Regions from separate parts of the Gossypium hirsutum genome. Here region 1 is linked to region 2. The links are chromatin contacts, called in public Hi-C maps. All regions are on one chromosome and are shown on one strand. Each heading gives the region's core, a stretch centred on a gene start, on an enhancer-like site or on the middle of the called end of the contact. The rest is flanking DNA. Distances are from core to core; before and after follow the strand shown. Region 1 has its middle 30 kb from the start of LOC107954836. Region 2 has its middle 12 kb from the start of LOC107954833.

Region 1 (2,700 bases), core at 92-2,591, 55 kb before region 2:
ATAAATGAATGGAGTATATTTTATGAAGAGATAATTAAGAATCGAAGCATGTTAAACTATATATGAAAGTAGAATGAGAGTGAGAATAAGTGGTAGGAAATAGGAACAATTAATGAGAATCTATACATTTATTTATTCATTTTTCCTTTTGCAGCATAGAATGTTTATATCTTCACCATCTTGAAAGCTGTCAAGAAATATTGAAGACATCTCCCATGTATAAATTTTCAATTATTTTATCTATAAAAACTTTCAAACTTATTAAATATGATAAATGTTTAATATTTCCTTCTTCTTTTTTACTTTGTTATTAGTTAATATAACATTCTAAGAAAATTTGTAAATAAATGTAAAAATAATTAATGATTATAGAAGTTGTGTTCTCATATCATATTAATAAAAGTTCATAAGTGTTAGAAAACACTCTAAAAATCATTAAAATTGACTTTTTATAATTATAATTATTATGTTTTACAATAAGTTGTGCGAATTTTAAAAAAATTCACGACCGCGATAGCATCCTTTATGTCCGCAACCGCGATAAACGCAACACGACTAAAAACACGGCCGCAACCGCAATTTAAATCCTTGACCACATCGTTCCACAATCCTTGAGCATAAGCTTCCCACGTTAACCCATGAAAACCCCCTTGCCTTTAGGAAAAAATGATGTCAATCCAACGCTTTGCCCTCCAAATAGAGCATCACCATGTGCACCTTGGCATGGTCAAGAACCCCTTCGGCTTCAAAGAATTGTTCCAACTTTGCGCACCATCCTTGGTAGTCCGTTCCATCGAATCTTGGGCATCCTAACCGATGAGAACGCACTGACTCATCCCACTGTCCACCTTGAGTTACATTCTTCATGTTCACATCAGGCGATAATAGAGGTGCATCTCGCAAACGAAACCGTGTAGGAGAGCTGCCCAACATGCCCTTGTCACGGTCTTGAGATGGACCTACAGGAGCAGCAACGACCGGAGTGGCAGTGAAACTACCCAAATACTGTTCAAAGAGCCCTTGCAGCTCTGACTTGATTTCTCCGCGAATATCTTCACGCAGCTCCTTCATGCTATTCTCCAACCAGCCATCCTATTGGGATATTTCAGTTTGAAGCTGCACCATGTCTTGCTGCAATTGATCGATGTTGTTCTAAAGCCTGGTAGTGATGTCGTCACCTGTCATGAGGCTTGACTGTAGCTTTGATACCCTTGTTGCGTGTTGTCGAGACAGAGATAAAAAGATACGAAAGAAGAGGGGGAGGGAAAGAGAGAGAGAATTAAAAAGAGATGAGAGAGAACATCAGAATAAAGCTTAATTTTCTGGTATGGCCACTGCATACACGTCCCTTTCGTTAAGTAACAGTAGCAGCTACTACAACTTTAGTACCCAGGCTGTCAAAACTACCCAGCTAATAACAACAAACAAAAACAGAAATAAAGACAACCAAAGAAACGCATCCGTATTACTAATGATGGTGCGCACCATTTAACTGAACATCAAAACTCATCATATATCATTTTTTGTTATTTACTTTTTACCCATGCACGTAAACCATGCAACAGTGTTGTCTCATATCAGTATCTTCACTTTGTAGCCATTTGGTGCGATATGTATGTATGTTTTGGGCGGTTTATAGATCGAGTTCCTATTTTCATTACGAAGATATGTTTATAAACAGTAGCAGGAATTCAAGAAAATAGAAAACGTATTTGAATTACAACATTTTGGTTTGGCTTTTATTGAATTGGATTTAGGCAATAGTAAAATGTAGTTGATGTGTTTTTAAGTTTAAAAACATGTGGTGGAAGACATTTGATTTAGTCAACAATATTGACAATCGGTTAAAAGACTTCATCCTCAATTGAGTATCTTGTTCCAATAAATCTAATAATTCATGCATAAAAAGTTGAAATTGAACATTTTTTAGTATATATGATGGCTATACGTTGTCCACTTCTCTTTCCATCGAGTTTAGCAAGTTGCCAACCCCATAATTCATATGCTTAGGTTTGAACATGAAAATTTAATATCGTCATTGCATTTTAGTTGATTGCCATTGAATCTATATTAACCCTCCATGCAGGAAGTGAATTTGAAAGAATGTAAATTGTAGATTCATTAATGGCCTTATTGGAAACAGGTTCAATTTGAGGTATAGAATAAATTATATGTGCAGTTGATATTTGCAATGTACATGAGTAAATTAGACAGATAGATCTTTAAATAATTTACATTATAAATAACCCACAACAGAATAATTAATAGATTTAGAGGTGATCATGGGCCAGGTCGGGCCTCAATAGAATTTTAGGCTCGTACCCGACCTGATTCGAAAGATGAGCTTAAAATTTTGCTCAAGTTCAATAGGATAAAAATGCTAAAATCTGGTTTGGTTGTATTACAGTTTTTTTATATTATTATTTTTATATAAAAATTTAAAAGTATAATACATCAAATACACTAAAAACATTAAAATAAATGTTTCCCAAAAAATTGAAAATAAATTTTAAAAAATATTTATACTTTAAATAACACTAAGATAAATGCAACTTAGTAAGCAAATACCTCTAAATAACAAAATTAACAATAAAACAAGAGCTATACAATATTCAAACAATAACAACAAAATAGTAACAATGTAATAGCAAAACGATGCCAAAACAATGACAAAATAATAAGAAAAACAGTGAAAACAGA
Region 2 (2,700 bases), core at 128-2,627:
ACCTGATGACATTTTAATGTAATATAAATTAGAAAGCTATCGGAGTGCAATTAATATTTTTTTAATCACTTATATTTACCTATTTAAATTTATTTCACTCACAATTTAAACTCTTTTTTTTAATTTCATACATATTGCATATATGTTAGGGTAAAGTACATAAATAGTCATTAAACTATTGCTCGTGTTCTATTTTGGTCATTGAATTTTATTTTTCTGATTTAGTCACTGAACTACTTGAAATCAAAAGTTTTTGGTCATCGAATGTTAACAACCGTTTTAAATTTGACGGAAGTGCTGATGCGGACTTTTTTTATTGGTCTAATAACAAATTTAGCCGTCTAATGTTTACACATTCTATAAATTTGATCCTAAATATAAAAAAAATTCAACAAATTTAGCCATCAATGTTTACAAAATTTGTCATTTTAGTTCAAATTCCAAAATTTTCTATAAATTTAGTCTTTAACATTTACAGAACGACAAATTTTAATTTTTAAAAATTTTATAAGTTAAAAAAAAAACCCAACACCTAAACCTCTATTTCTCCATTGTGCTCGCCTTTACTGTCAATAGAGTTGGCCAAGGATTAGGCTACTCGCCCAATCCTGAAAATCTGCCCAAAATATGGGATGACTTGGACAAATAGACCAAGCTCGAAAAATGGGCTTAGGCAAAATTGCAAGCCTACTTTCTAATTGGGCTAGGCTTTGAATAGAATTTTTGAAACCCAAACTTAACCCAGTCCAGCCCGGATGCATATAAAATATATTATAAATATTATACATTTTATTATAAATTTTAAATATATAAAATCCAACCCAAATCCAAAATATTTTTAATTTAAAGTCCAAACTTATCCTAAACAAAACCCAAAGCCGAACAACTCCTAAAAGTCTAAAACCTCATTTCTAACCAAGAGCTATTTTTCGTAGTTTGCCGTCAAATTCCATAAGGCAGCTCTCTTCTCTGCCATTCTCCTTGGGGAATCCCCGACTTCCTCCCAGTGAAGTCTGTTGGAGGATTTTTAGGTGAAATCAGTAATTAAAATTAGAAAAAGAATAAACAAAGCAAGGCCTAGGTGTAGTTTCCCCCAACTAAAAGGATCCTTTCAATTTATGATGGGAGATGTCAGACATTGGACTGCAATAAAGGCAAATGAAACGGAATTCCTATTTCTGATGTTTGTGCTACCAGAACCAGATATAAGGCATTCCTTTATTTTTGCTCTAGTAATTAATATAAGCTGTTACTTTTCCTTCTAGATGCTGTTTTATACTGTCAAATTACTTATTGTTGGGTGAGGCTGGGATAGGCCCGAATTACCCATATTTAAATAGGGCCGAGCTTGTACAAGATGCCAGGCCCATATTTCTTATTGGGCCTAGGCACAGAAAAACCCTTTGTCTAGCCTCGGTCTGAACCCAACCCACAGACAGCTTTAGCTGTTAGTAAAAAAAATTATTTGCCATCAAGTCCGGCGAAACTTGGATGACTCATTAGATCTGCCACTAGCCACACCTCCTCCATCTTCTTTGTCAACATGTTCATGATTGGATGAAAGATGGTGGCATTCAACCCACCATTTCCCATCATAGTTTGAATCATGCACAACGAATCCTTGATCATTTCGATTTTGTAGAGACGCACAATGAATAAATAAAACGTGTGCTTGCACGTGAGGCCTTTGTCTAAATGAAATAAGGTTTTGACCAAAGGGCCGAGGATCAAGCTAGAGGATTCTGTATTGATGTTGAAGCACCCATCTTTCACATGCTTGAGGAGGTAGCCTACCATTGCCATATATATGTTTCGGCCAGCTTTGTGAACTTGCATGTCATAGTCGGCCGATGTGGACTCGTCAGGTCAAATGGTCTGAGATAGAAAAGAAGCGCGTGAAGAAGTGGAGGATAGATTGGGGATAAGGGGATTGGTTGTTTGGTTTTTGGAGAATCAACTTGTTATTACAAATAAAGGTCGGAGAAATAAAAGTTCGGGTGTTATTTTTTTTAATTTACAAAATTTTTCGTTTTAGAAATGTTGAGCGCTAAGTTTATTGAATTTTATAGAATTTGAACTAAAATGACAAATTTTGTAAACATTGAAGGTTAAATTTGTTTATTTTTTTATAGTTAGGATCAAATTGATAAAATGTGTAAATAATAATGGGCTATATTATTATTGGATTAATAAAAAAAGCCCACGTCAACACTACCATCAAATTTCAAATGGCTGTTGACGGTCGAAGACTAAAAATTTGATTTCGAATAGTTTAATGGTTAAATCAAAAAAATTAAAAGTTCAATGATCAAAATAGAATGCATGCAGTAGTTTAGTGATCATTTCAGTACTTTACCCTATATGTTATTATTAATTTCAATACATATGTGTGATTACTTATTGAACATTATTTTTAAAAACACAGGTTTGATAAAATTACTAATTTTAGTTAACTTGCTTAGTTTATAGCAATGTTCAAGTTATGAATTATGTCAAGATTTGGCTTCTGAATTGTAATTTTTTTTTACTTTAGTATTTGAATTTTTTTTATCTCATTTTGATATTTAAAATATAATATTTTGGTCCAAAAGTTAAGGGTGTTAAAAAATAACCTATAACAAAATGCGATGTTGCCTTTATCCATGTCATTTGTTTTCATGGAATTAAAATCTTTTGAAATCTTGATAACGAGCTTAAAAT

Evidence for each region. Hi-C and Micro-C count contacts between places; a contact is called where the count stands out from the background.
Region 1: a Hi-C map of leaf shows a contact between it and region 2, with 5 times the contacts expected there. The contact joins two enhancer-like sites. A contact is called at or near these places in 6 of 34 Hi-C or Micro-C datasets (anther, hypocotyl, leaf and 1 more).

Annotation. Positions count from the first base shown.
Region 1 is chrD07:46,913,547-46,916,246 of Gossypium_hirsutum_v2.1, reverse strand. No RefSeq gene overlaps it. Among protein-coding and RNA genes, the nearest start is that of LOC107954836, 30 kb to the left of the region's middle. Within about 2 kb of position 1,341, at least 4 of the 9 cell types and tissues checked have an H3K27ac peak or open chromatin away from gene starts, as enhancers often do. A contact at or near this core is called in leaf, where this site is marked.
Region 2 is chrD07:46,858,283-46,860,982 of Gossypium_hirsutum_v2.1, reverse strand. No RefSeq gene overlaps it. Among protein-coding and RNA genes, the nearest start is that of LOC107954833, 12 kb to the right of the region's middle. Within about 2 kb of position 1,377, at least 7 of the 9 cell types and tissues checked have an H3K27ac peak or open chromatin away from gene starts, as enhancers often do. A contact at or near this core is called in leaf, where this site is marked.